Regions from separate parts of the Triticum aestivum genome. Here region 2 is linked to region 1. The links are chromatin contacts, called in public Hi-C maps. All regions are on one chromosome and are shown on one strand. The core of a region is the stretch at or near the end of the contact, and the rest is flanking DNA. Distances in the headings are between cores, read along the strand shown.

What was found. A called contact is a pair of places that touch in the nucleus more often than the background predicts.
Region 2: a Hi-C map of leaf shows a contact between it and region 1, with 2.3 times the contacts expected there. The contact joins the promoter of LOC123093527 here to the enhancer-like site in region 1. A contact is called at or near these places in 2 of 5 Hi-C or Micro-C datasets (both in leaf).

Annotation. Positions count from the first base shown.
Region 1 is chr4B:604,697,349-604,704,167 of IWGSC CS RefSeq v2.1, reverse strand. No RefSeq gene overlaps it. Among protein-coding and RNA genes, the nearest start is that of LOC123093527, 40 kb to the left of the region's middle. Within about 2 kb of position 5,492, at least 1 of the 8 cell types and tissues checked has an H3K27ac peak or open chromatin away from gene starts, as enhancers often do. A contact at or near this core is called in leaf, where this site is marked.
Region 2 is chr4B:604,736,207-604,743,504 of IWGSC CS RefSeq v2.1, reverse strand. It overlaps LOC123093527, which reads left to right and starts at 3,247. Exons shown (of 5, transcript XM_044515510.1): 1 at 3,247-3,493; 2 at 4,492-4,606; 3 at 4,699-4,788; 4 at 5,672-5,770; 5 at 5,862-6,250. The coding sequence starts at 3,426. The coding sequence ends at 5,963.

The DNA.
Region 1 (6,819 bases), core at 4,243-6,742:
CATCCCCAAGCTTAGGCTCTTGGTTATCCTTGAATATTACCTTGGGTTGTCTTGGGCATCCCCAAGCTTAGGCTCTTGCCACTCCTTATTCCATAGTCCATCGAATCTTTACCCAAAACTTGAAAACTTCACAACATAAAACTTAACAGAAAACTCGTAAGCTCCGTTAGTATAAGAAAATAAACCACCACTTAGGTACTGTTGTGAACTCATTCTAAATTCATATTAGTGTAATACCTACTGTATTCCAACTTCTCTATGGTTCATACCCTCCGATACTACTCATAGATTCATCAAAATAAGCAAACAACACAATAAAAACAGAATCTGTGAAAAACAGAATAGTCTGTAGCAATCTGTAACTTTTGAATACTTCTGTAACTCAAAAAATTCATAAATAAATTGGTCTACCTGATGAATTTGTCTATTAATAATCTGCAAAATGAATCAACCTCAAAGCACTCTCCAGTAAAAAATGGCAGCTAATCTCGTGAGCGCAAAAGTTTCTGTTTTTTACAGCAAGATCGCGTAGACTTCACCCAAGTCTTCCCAAAGGTTCTACTTGGCACAAACACTAATTAAAACATAAAACCACATCTAAACAGAGGCTAGATGAATTATTTATTATTAAACAGGAGCAAAAAGCAAAGAACAAAAATAAAATTGGGTTGCCTCCCAACAAATGATAACGTTTAACGCCCTAGCTAGGCATGATGATCTCAATGATGCTCACATAAAAGATAAGAATTAAAACATAAAGAGAGCATCATGAAGAATATGACTAACACATTTAAGTCTAACCCACTTCCTATGCATAGGGATTTTGTGAGCAAACAACTTATGGAAAAAATAATCAACTAGCATAGGAAGGCAAAACAAGCATAACTTTAAAACTTTAAGCACATAGAGAGGACACTTGATATTATTGCAATATGTAGAAGCATATGATCCTCTTTCATAATAATTTTCAGTAGCATCATAAATGAATTTAACCATATAACCAGCACATAAAACATTCTTTTCATGATCTACTTGCATAGAAATTTTACTACTCTCCACATAAGCAAATTTATTCTCATCAATAGTAGTCGGAGCAAACTCAACAAAATAACTATCATGTGAAGCATAATCCAATTGAAAATTAAAATCATGATGACAAGTTTCATGGTTATCTTTATTATTCATAGCATACGTGTCATCACAATAATCATCATAAATAGGAGGCATGCTTTCATCATAATATATTTGCTCATCAAAACTAGGGGGACTAAACATATCATCTTCATCAAACATAGCAGCCCCAAGCTTGTGGCTTTGCATATCATTAGCATCATGGGTATTCAAAGAATTCATACTAACAACATTGCAATCATGCTCATCATTCAAATATTTAGTGCCAAACATTCTAATGCATTCTTCTTCTAACACTTTGGCACAATTATCGGAATTCTTATTTTCATGAAAGACGTTACAAAGATGAAGTATATGAGGCACCCTCAATTCCATATTTTGTAGTTCTCTTTTATAAAATAAACTAGTGATAAAACAAGAAACTAAAAGATTCGATTGCAAGATCTAAAGATATATCGTCAATCACTCACTTCCCCGGCAACGGTGCCAGAAAAGAGCTTGATGCCTACTATGCAACCTTCTTCTTATAGACGTTGTTGGGCCTCTAAGTGCAGAGGTTTGTAGGACAATAGCAAATTTCCCTCAAGTGGATGACCTAAGGTTTATCAATCCGTGGGAGGCGTAGGATGAAGATGGTCTCTCTCAAACAACCCTGCAACCAAATAACAAAGAGTCTGTTGTGTCCCCAACACACCCAATACAATGGTAAATTGTATAGATGCACTAGTTCGGCGAAGAGATGGTGATACAAATGCAATATGAATGGTAGATATAGGTTTTTGTAATATGAAATTATAAAAACAACAAGGTAACTAATGATAAAAGTGAGCGTAAACGGTATTGCAATGCTAGGAAACAAGGCCTAAGGTTCATACTTTCACTAGTGCAAGTTCTCTCAACAATAATAACATAACTGGATCATATAATTATCCCTCAAAATGCAACAAAGAGTCACTCCAAAGTCACTAATAGCGGAGGACAAACGAAGAGATTATTGTAGGGTACGAAACCACCTCAAAGTTATCCTTTCTGATCGATCTATTCAAGAGTCCGTAGTAAAATAACATGAAGCTATTCTTTCTGTTCGATCTATCATAGAATTCGTACTAGAATAACACCTTAAGACACAAATCAACCAAAACCCTAATGTCACCTCAAGTATCCGTGGGTATGATTATACGATATGCATCACACAATCTCAGATTCATCTATTCAACCAACACAAAGTACTTCGAAGAGTGCCCCAAAGTTTCTACCGTAGAGTCAAGACGAAAACGTGTGCCAAACCCTATGCATAAGTTCACAAGGTCATTGAACCCGCAAGTTGATCACCGAAACGTACATCAAGTAGATCACGTGAATATCCCATTGTCACCATAGATAAGCACATGCAAGACATACATCAAGTGTTCTCAAATCCTTAAAGACTCAATCCGATAAGATAGCTTCAAAGGGAAAACTCAATCCATTACACGAGAGTAGAGGGAAACATCATAAGATCCAACTATAATAGGAAAGCTCGCGATACATCAAGATCGTGCCAAATCAAAAACACGAGAGAGAGAGATTAAACACATAGCTACTGGTACATAACCTTAGCCCCGAGGGTGAACTACTCCCTCCTTGTCATGGAGAGCGCCAGGATGATGAAGATGGCCACCGGTGAGGGATCCCCCCTCCGCAGGGTGCCGGAACAGGGTCCCGATTGTTTTTTGGTGGCTATAAAGGCTTACGGCGGCGGAACTTCCGATCTATTGTGCTCCTGGATGTTTTCGGAGTATATGGGTATATATAGGAAGAAGAAGTAGGTCGGTGGAGCTGCGAGGGGCCCACGAGGGTGGGGGGTGCCCAGGGGGGGGGGGCAGGCGCGCCTCCCTGCCTCGTGGCCTCCTCGCTTCTTTCCTGACGTCCACTCCAAGTCCTCTGGACCATGTTTGTTCCAAAAATCACTCTCCCGAAGGTTTCATTCCGTTTGGACTCCGTTTGATATTCCTTTTCTGCGAAACACTGAAATAGGCAAAAAAAACAGCAATTTGGACTGGGCCTCCAGTTAATATGTTAGTCCAAAAAATAATATAAAAGTGTATAATAAAGCCCATTAAACATCCAAAACAAATAATATAATAGTATGCATACTTTCATAAATTATAGATACGTGGTAGAGGCTGGACCCCGGCGAGGGATTCTGCGAATTTGGAGTCGATGAAGGAGTTGGAGCTGCCGAAATCCACTAGTAGCAGCACCTCGCGGCCTTGAATCCACACGCGTAATTGAAATGCTTTTGCAGAGATTCCCCCTGTCATGGCAGATATGGAAATCGCCATGATTGCATCGTCGGTGCTGCTCGTCGCTGGAATCTGTGTGTCGATGAAGTTGTCGATGTCGAACAGGTCGAGCAGTTCTTCGACAACGTGTAGTTGCACATAAGTAGGACACACATGATCGTGGCCCCACTTCTCGCCGCACTTGACACAGAGGCCGCGGGCTCGCGTGTAGTCTCGCAGCGTCTTGAGCTTGGACGTATCGTCCCGTGCGGCGTCCATGCCATGGCGATCGGTGGCTATCGTGGGCGCGGTGTGGCGCGCCACTGGTGGTGGAGGCAGCGATAGCGGAACCCCTGCACGCGGTGACACTTCTGGCGGTCGTGGTAGAGTACCAAACGTGCCGTCAGCCACCTCCTCCTGAAGCAGAGCCAGGGCGCATGCCGTGTCAAGGTCTGGTGGCCGCTGCACCGGAACCACTGCTCGGATGTCGTTCCTCAGTCCCTCGACAAAACGAGTGAGAAAATAGTAAGGATGAATCGAATCAGAGCAAGAATTCAGATGATTGATGATCAACTCAAATTTCTCAATATAGTCTGCTACAGAAGTTGTTTGGCGAATTGTGTAAAACTGGCATATGAGCATTTGATGGCGATCATGTCCAAAACGAGTGCTCAAGAGGGTAGTGAAGGAATCCCAGTTGAACTCGCATAGGCGTTTTTGGATCGATTGCAACCACACGGCTGCTAATCCGGTGAAATTGAGGGATGCCATGGGTACCCAAAAAGCAGGTGTGATCCCAAACATGGTAAAATACTGCTCACATAAAGTTTTCCACTGGTTCGGGTTCTCGCCCGAAAATTGGGGAAAAGTGATGGATGGGTGCGCCTGACCCAGACCGGCGAGCATCTGGCTGGCGTGGCTGAAAGGAGATAACAAGACTGGAGTGATGGGGTCGGTGGTCGTACCTTTAGCCGGGAGCGGCGGCATCGTCGTGGGGGACGCCGCCGGTGGCCCCCGTTTGATCTGGAATTCGCCGTGGCCATCAGGTCCTTATGGATGGGTCACCGCATCAGCGCCCTCAAGCACCGGATCCGCGTCGGATCGGGCTAATGGAGGCGCCTATGCTCGTTGTAGAGCTGCGACGTCGTCGCCCAGATCCGCCACCCGACGCTCGAGATCGGGGCGCCAGGTGAGCAGATCGTCGATCTTCGTCGCCGTAGACTGCTGGGCCTTGGTCAGGTCATCGATGGTGGCTTCGATCTTGGTTTCGAAGCGGGTGAGGAAGGCCAAGACGCTCGGATCCATGGCCTCGCATGCTTGTCGCAGGCCTCTCGTCTCGATGAGGTGCGCCAGAGCGGATCGGAGAGGGAAGTAGGATTTGGTCTCTGATACCAATTGTTAGAGTAGCGAACGGGGGTGGCGCTAGATCGATCTATTCACTCTCTGAAGTAGTAGCAAGATAGATCGATTATAAGACTTGGGGATTTTGTGGCAACTAGAGGAGATACACGAAGAACAGAGAAACTAGGGTAGCCGCCGTCGAGTAATCGCCTGATCCACTGGATGCTCGTTCCCTCCTAGTCGCCCGTTACTTGTAGTGACATGGTGGGCTTCAACGCGTCCACTCCGGCCCGCTGGTACGTGGGCTGGGACGCCTGACTCGAGTGGGCAGCTGGACAGCGCGATGGCTGGAGTAGTCGCTGCCCTGCGGGTCCTGCTTGTCAGGTGCGTTGACACCGTCCGGATATATGAGGCGGGTTTAAAGGATCCGGCTGTAGATGCTCTTAGTGGTAGTGAAGCCCGCCATCCTTGCTCCGTCCACTATCACGCAACGTTCACCCTAGACTGGACATCGCGCCGCCCGGCTGTGGAGCGGATGCCATACGTGGCGAAGCGTGAAATGGGGAGACGGACACGAACGGCGGTGGCGTACGCCGCATTCTCCAGTGTTTCACGGCAAAAACACAGCGACTTTATCCGTCGTTGCATCGGTCGGTCACCAAAGGAGAACAGATTCACGCGTCGTCCAAGAAGGCCGGTCAAGTCCCTGGCCCCCCTAATACCGCCAAACATCAATTTCACATCGGCCAACTGAACCAAATGCTCTATTTTCATTTCTATTTTCTATACTTCGCTCGTTTGCCACGTACGTACTATCCAAAGGCACAAAAAGACCCATGGATGCCGTTTTTATGTCGATTTCACTATGAAAATGAAATCTCTTAACTCGTCCAACTTCAAAATAAAATGCGCCATGGAGCCTTCCGCCAGAGCCTCCGTCCAAACTGAAGAAGTCCTTGTCACCTTGCTTCCAATACTACATCACCTGTCCTTTTTCTTTATAAAAACTTGCACAAAAATGTCTTATTTATGCAGTTTGGACGATCTGCCTGTGCCTGGAGCTACAGCACCCTCCACGCCGGATTAGTTTAGGCCTCGCCGCGGCGGAGAGCGACGTGATTGCGTCGTGTCCCACGACTGCCGGGCACGGTGGCCTCCCCCTGTCTCTCCCTGACCCCGATCGCTCGAGCCTAGTTTACGTACCTTGCCTCCGTCTCCATCTCTGTCATCGAGCTTGGAGTAAATTGCACAGAAGTACCACAATTGGGACATTGTAAGCAGATTGATACCAAGTTTGGTAATTTTTACATGTCAGTATCAAATCTGGGGCTAGATGTTACAAAAAGGTCTAAATCTCGTATAAACGCGTATTGACAGTGTATCTGACCGGCGGGGCCCGCCTGTCAGCTGCCGACATGGCATTTTTTTTACAGAAACCCCCCGCACCTCCTTCGTCCTCACGCACGGCGGTGCCCGGTCTGGATCGAGGGGAGGATCCCCTCGAGCCCGAGCTCCTCTCCGATCACCGCGGCTCCCACTTGCGCCGGAGCTGCCCCTGCTCGCGCCGCCGCGGCCTCTGCTCGTGCCGCTGTGGCCTCTACTCACGCCTTCCCTCTCTGCCGTGGCCTCTTCTCGCGTCGTGGCCTCTCCCCCCTCCGCTGCAGCAGCTCCAGCGGGCAGAGCGCATCCATCCTGTGCAGGTGTTGGCCCGACGAGTACCTGAGCTCCCCGACAACCTTGAGCTCCAGCCGGAACAACCCCGTCGTGCTCTCCCTGACGAACTCGGCCACCCCTGCGCTCCCGAGCGCGACGCCCCGCCCTGTCGGCCGCCGCCACGGCGCTGTACGCCTCCGTATTTCCCGCCCGGACCATGACCCTCGCGCCGGCCAGCGCGACATAGGCGAAGCGCGTGCCGACGAAGAGCAGCTCCGCGTCGAGCGGCGCCGTGTGCTTGGCGCGCCTGAGCCAGTGGTGGTTGTGCAGGGCGACGGCGAGCGAGACGTCGCAGGCGAGCGCGGTGGCCGTGGCGTTTCTGTCGGCGAGGGCGAGGCGGGCGAGGGCCGCGTCCTCGACGGTGACGCCG
Region 2 (7,298 bases), core at 1,998-4,497, 42 kb before region 1:
AATCCCATATCCGATCCCGCCCCACGACGGGGGCACTCCTCCTCGCTCCAGCACTAGTACACGCGGACGCGCTTCCGGATTCAAAATTTTCGCAGCGGCCGACGCGCCGCGGGGCCGGAAGGGGATCGGGCCGGCGGGGAGAGAGATTGGTAGTAGAAGAGTAATGGGTGGCATCCGGCCGAAATTTCAGCGAGATCCGGTGGTACTTCCGGCGCCCCGTGCCAGCCTGGCGAGTAAAATGCGCGACTGGCCCTCGTATTCTTCGAAATTGCGGCTGACTTCTTTCTCTCGTAAAACGCTTGGAGCTTCCCTGCCCAATGCCACGGGTATAAAGCACAATTTTCTCCTCGGAATATAGATTTGATTTTGTGTGGTCGAGTATCTTTTCTCCGAGGCTAAACCTTGCCACTCCCTGCATTCCAACATAATTGATGTTCTCGGGGTTTTTGTGATGGTTTTATGTAAAAAAAAATCATCAAATGGATATTCTCTGCGGGGCCATGGGTTTAGGGGGGGGGGGGGCAAACATACATAGTTGTTTACAACTGTTTTTAGTGAAAAATTTGCCTGATACAAAAGGATATAGGCTTGTGTTCACATAAGGGAGGGGGAGGGGGGGTGGTCCGGATGGGCCCCCATAAAGCTCCGCCACTCCATTTTCATGTTTTCGTTTTTTTCTAAGTTAAGCTTATTTAACTTACAGAAATTTAACTTATGACAAACCTAGAAGTTCACGAATTAGATTTAGGAATGGAAGGAGTAACTGTTCGGCTTGGGGACTTTTTATTTCTTTTACGGGAACCCGCTTGCTTATTTTCCTCTTATTATTATTTCCAAGGAACCCCCCTGTGCAAGCTGCATCGTGCTTTTTTGGTGTTGGATGACTTTTATTCAACCATAACAGAATGTGGCATACAAATGAAATCAGGGGGGTATAAGCCACACATGGCGCCCCAACTCTAAGGTAACATAAGACTTAGCAGGATAACTGGCTTCCCAATTCTGCTCTCTCTTCTCATGCTGGACATGAACTTTAACAAAATCCTTCATCTTCGGTCTTTACTCTCAAATAATAACATTGTTCGTACCACGATACTCACCTTTAATACGATTAATAGTAGCCACACAATTTCTCGCTATGTGAATTCCGCTCACGTACATGTTAGAGGCCAGAGAAAACGTTTCTGGCTGAACTAGGTCCTGAATCCATCGCAGGACTCAAGATAGCTTCCCCGTTCGACCCGACATACAATCGCCAGAGAACCCTTATCTTGATTTCTAGCAACAACAGTGTCGACATTGATCTTCATGCAACCCTGAAAAGATGGTTTCCAACCCCTTCTCACCTGTATTAGGAATGAGATGTTAGTTTTTGTTGATTAACTAAACGCCTACCTACCGAGAACCAGTGCAAGCCCCCCTAGGTAGTTTTCAATGAAGCTGAATGTGGTCAAAGGTGGATGGAATTCATGTTCATGGATCTCCTTCCGACGAGCCCAACATATAACCCATAGGGCCATCGATATCTTGATAAATTCTTCCTCTGTTGTTTTCATGAGCTCCATCAACCATACCCTCACATCAGGCAAATTGCAGGCAATAAGATGTTCCACAAGCTCCTCGTACATAAGTAACCACACAGTTTTGGCCATGTTACAACCAACAAGTGCATGATGCCAACAATCTCCAGTGTTGTTGCATGTCTAATAGATATTGGATTCCGCCATATTCCCATGGTATCTCATATAAGCTCCGTAGATGCACCAATGTGTTTCCCCTTTGGTGCAAGCATTTCTAGAAATGCCTAGTTCGTGAATATTTATGGTTCCACGTCCCACTACCTTTTTTTTATCTCTGTTCATTTAATACAACTTGTCTAATCCACCCTGAGCTGGCTAGCCCACATGGTAAATGTTTGCAAAAGGAGAACTTTGTTTGAAACTAGCAAGAAGAAATCAGTACCTTTGGTTGGGTTCGATGTGAGAAACTTCGAACCAAAGCACCCGAAACTCAAATCCAGCACTTCAGATTTGACACCAAAAAACACATTGTTACCTTCATTTTTATCTTCCAAGTGCAATCTTCTGCCGCATAAAATTCACGGACATTGCCATGTAAACTTACTTGACAAGATGCATGCGAATGTCGGTACCTCATAATTTGTGTGGAGTGTGAATTTAGGGGATGCTACACCATATGCCAACTAGACTGTCTCCCTTTAGCGCCTTTTATTAGCATTTTTTTACGAGTCTCAATTGCTTCGACTGGCCCCATGACAAGGCAAATCACGACGAGTGCTAGAAATAGAAGGATAAGGTGGTGGTCCATACGACCATTGGTCCATCAAGCCATAAAGATGTGAAAGGAAACATATAGAAATTAAATTAAATGCACAAAAGGGTAAAGGGAAATAGGAGCACTTGAAGATTGTATTCCAAGGCGATGGTTAGCTAAAAGACATTAAAAAGGCTTGTCAATGATGTGGCCACAAAATCATGATCACGTTCATGCGTGTTGTAGGCTTGCATTGGATACTTGTTAGTTCCATCATCACGTATTCCATACCATGTTGGGTAGATTAACTCAAACACATTCTATTAAAAGAAATATGTGATGACCAACATGATAACCCGATACCCCACTATGCATTATCAATACGAGCAACTATTCACCAAGGTGCATCGTCTTTTCACGAGGAAAATGCAAAGTAATCCCACGAGGTTAATGAGAAAACAACTTGGTTTCAACTTCCAATACAAGCCGTTTTGTTTTTCTTTTCTTCAAAAGCCTACCTATTTTACACGAGCCCCAATAGAGAAATAGAGGGGTAAGAGGAAATGTCAAACGCTTCAAGATCTTAGTATTTTACTAAATTTGTTGAAATAATGCCAATGCAGTGATTGCAAACCATCATTATGTTCATGGCTTTATTTTGTACTGATTTTTTGGTAGTTCAATCATGAGTGATCTCATTAGTGTGATGTAAGTTGCGACATTAGCCTAGTAATACCCCACCTTGCAGTTTTCAACACAAACTACTTTGAATCTTCATTGAGGCACATTAACTATCCACTCGGAAAGAATGCAATATCGGAAAGAATCAGATAAGGTCTAAATCAGATTAATTTTGAATTCTCAAACATAACCAATTCGAGTTTATTTCTTTCCAGAAACATATCTCTACTTTCCCAACTCAAATCAAAGCAACCATGACCGGGGTCCTGTGCGTAATACGGCAGGACTCGAGGGTAAATCCGGGGAGATCCAAACCGGAGGCGCGTCGCGTTATAAGTACGGAGTGGGGCTCCGACACGGGCCGTCTCCATCACAGATTCCGAGAGCTCCCAAGGTCGCGCCGCGGCTCCCCCCTCCCCCACCGCATCCCGCCGGTCGCTCGACTCGCCTCACCGCCGCCGCCGGTCGACATGGGGTTCGTGTCCTTCGCCGGGAGGGTCCTCTTCGCCTCCGTCTTCCTCCTCTCCGCCTACCAGGAGTACGCGCCCCCCTCCCCTCTCCCTTCTCCCTATCCGCTTACCTCCATTGTCGTCGTTGCTCGGTCGCCGCGGTCGATCCTAGCCTGGTTTCGTCAGATCTGTTGCGGCGCTGGCGGTATCCGGGGAGCGTGTGGGCAGGGTACGCCCTGGCCTTTGGATCTCGTGATGGATAGTGCGTTTTGTAGGGTCTCGGGTCGTGAGGCGCCTGGATCTGGCGTCACGCTTCGTTGTGGTCCATGCGAATAACAGCGCCCAGAATTTTGTTTCCGCGTGCTCTGATCTAACCTTGGGTCGCTCAATTGCGTCATTGATCTATGTAATTTATGTTTGAAATTTATGTAGATGCTTTCTTTTCGTTCACGCTGTCTCATCTTGTGAGCATGAGACTTGTTAGCGTGGTTGCTCTAGTAGCGTCGTAAATATCGTGGACCAGTCGTCTTATATGTACATCCCAATGTCGTTGTCTTATATGTACATTCCAATGTCAAATTGTGTTTTGTTCGTGTGTAGTCTCATGCCTATAATTACTAGCAAGACTCTGGTCATTATCCTCATGGTCTATGCGTGCTACAGTTGTTAGATTGGTTGCATCTCCATTGCTGCTTTCATGTCCTTAGTTGCCTGATGACTTGTACCATTGCATCGTGAATTATCTGGAGTCTTCCTACCGGATTGAGTTTTTGTCATAGAGTGAGTTGCAGCCCACTTTCCATCATGACATATTGACTTGATCAAGGGATTAGTGCTAGTAGCCACCTTTTGTTTGCACCTAGTTTACTGCTGCTGAATGGCTTAATGGGAACAGTACGGAACATGTGGGATTATATGGAAGTTCTCTTAACTAGCTTGGATGCCATCTGATCAGTTATGTATTCAGAAGCTGTTACGACTGCATGAATTAGATTGTACTATTCTACCTGTTATATGCTGACGTATTAAGTTTTGAGAAAAGTATATTCTTCAATGCTTATTGATTTTTAAGGTATTTTTATTGCAGGTTTACTGAATTTGGAACTGATGGCGGGCCAGCTGCAAAGAATCTGCAGCCAAAGTTTAACAGTTTCACCAAAAATATCTCCGTACACCTCGGAGTGGTGGTGCCTCATGTAGAGGTGAAATTTACTTTATTCATGGTATATACTGTAGGTGGTCTGAATCTTAACCAGTCATTAATTAGTTAGCTTTGTGTGTTTAATTTATCCAGTTGAAGCATGTCATTGCCGCTACCATTGGTCTGAAGGGTCTGGGAGGTCTCCTGTTTATCGTCAGCAGTTCATTTGGTGCTTATCTCCTGGTATGTACTGATCTGTTGTTACGCTGTATAGTATTTCTTGTTGTGATCTACGCATTCCATTTATGTCAAGTGTACATGGCTAAAATTGATTTTCATATCTAGAGTAATGAGGGAATTTCTCTTGTGCTATACTCCATAGTAATGTAGGGTCGTGCATGCACAAATGCCTTATTTCATTGTATTCAAATATCGCCATTTATCTCATAAATATTTGCTACCGAAAAGCTACTGAATATTATCTTGCATTAGGCATTGTCATTTGGCTGTTCTTTTGAATTTAAACAAGAGCATATTGCTTTAGACTACTGGTCACCTAGCTAGGGCAACTGCATTTCTGTTCTTCTAGATCTATCAAATCTGGCCACAAAGATTTTGTTCTTCTAAATTTCATGGTGTTTTGCTTTCAGGAACTGTTATACTCCCATACCATTTGTTTATATTACAAGATGTGTACATTTTGTAAAGTACTCCTTGTCGTCTGCACTTGTTTCCTCTAATGTTTTGGCAAGTGCCTAATGTCACTGTTGTGGTTTGCCCATCTGGTACCATCCTGGCTTCTGATATAAATGCGCTGCAGATATTATCAAAACCTGCATTCTGCTTGTTTGCCCATTTAATTGTGCCTTGTGAATATTATGGTTCTATCTGGTGCTGCTTTTGCGCACATTTTGCTGTATGATGTCCTAATGAGTACACGATTCTTAACTTCCTTATTTGTTTCTGTGGACACCGTGATATGATAAGTGTGACCCATTGAAGTTTTAGTCACCTTAGACCTCATGAATTACCGATCCTGTTCCCACTACGTTCATATGTGCTGCGTTTGCTATGTCTCTGCTTCCTTGTTGTGCGCTTTTCTAATGAAAGGTATTTGTTTCGGCAGGCCCTCTACCTTGCTTTCATCACGCCTGTTGTCTACGACTTCTACAACTACGACATGGAGAAGGCTGAATTCGTGCAGATCTTCATGAAGTTCACACAGGTATGATGCAAATATTCACCTGTTTTTGCATGTCTGTTGAACAAGGAATGTCCCATGGTAGCTAACCACTCGTGATCCCTTTTAACTGTAGAACCTGGCACTGTTTGGAGCCCTTCTCTTCTTCCTGGGCATGAAGAACTCGGTCCCCAAGAGGCAGGCCAAGAAGAAGGCCGCCAAGTCCAAGACAACCTAGAGCATCTCTCTCTGCCAAGATAGCTGTGGCCGTAGGGGCTTTGCGGGAAAGACGGTCTTATTTAACAAAGCTACCGTACCTGTTCTTCTCTTATGTGTAATGGATCCGTTTTTGAAGGGGGCGTAGGCCTTACAAGGTGTGGGTGGCGGTTTAGGCGACTAGATTGTGTATCATTATTATGTGCTACTTCCGATTTGATTGTTGTAGGGCTAAAGATTGTTATCCCATTTGTTTATTCTGCAACCAATATTGTTACTGATGCAAAGGAGATTAGATTACCAAGGTCACTCTTGCCTGGGATTTTTTTTGGGTGTGGCTTCATATTGGCAACTTTGCACGGTTCTTTCCGACCATTCTGTTAAGGGCATGTACAATGCATAGCCTCAAGGTGATGCCTCACATGTCACGTAGGATCGGATATGACGTAAAGTAGGTTCGGATAGGGAAGCGGGATCCTCTTCAGGAGGCGGGTGCTTGAAAAGAAAAAGTGTGGTCCGGTGACAAAAACTGAAAAGGTTGAAGTGAAAAGTAGAGATGCATGTGTACTAAAGTCTTTATTTTCTATTTCTTAATGAGGCCCACTAGTGATAGCTTGCATTGGGGAAAAAAAATAAATGTAGATGCCTTAAATTACTTTTTGTCATGAGGCATATGTATCTATATACCACAATTGTACATGCCCTAATGGGCCTTTCCGGCCTAAAGGTCCACAGAATCAGTACCAGCTTATGGTGCTTCTACCTGGGATTAAGCCCAACGTCCTTGCCCCGTCACACCAACGTGTTGGCTGCGTCCACACATTTGTTGAATGCCTGTGTGTATGTGGGACAAGGTCACATCCCTGAAGGTCGGCACATCCGTGAAGGTCGGCATGAGCATGAGGCAGCATCCATTTCGCTCTGGATGTGGGACTTGAAGATCGGCGTTTTCCGGTTTCGCATGAGACATGCACTTTAAGAGCATTACTAGTAGAGCCCTTAAACCCTCAAACCCCTAAAAATAATCGTTTTTTTACAGTTTTCGCCGAAAAAACACCGTAGACTAGAACCTCTAAACCCTCAAACCCGTAAAAAAATTTAGAGGTCCAACCCTTAAACGACTTTGCAATCTGTAGAAGTAGGGGTTGAGGGGAAAATCTCCTCCCAACCCGCACTCCTCCTCGTCGCAGTCCTCCTCGCTCGCATGGGAGCCAACCGCTCGTCCGCTCCCGCCGCCTCCCGCTGCCTCCCGCCCCGCCGGCCATGGAAGGCCCCGCCGCGGCCGCGCCCCCGCCCGCCGCGCCTGCCGCTCCCGCCCCGCCCGCCACGCCCGCCCCGGCGCCTGTCCCCGCCCCCG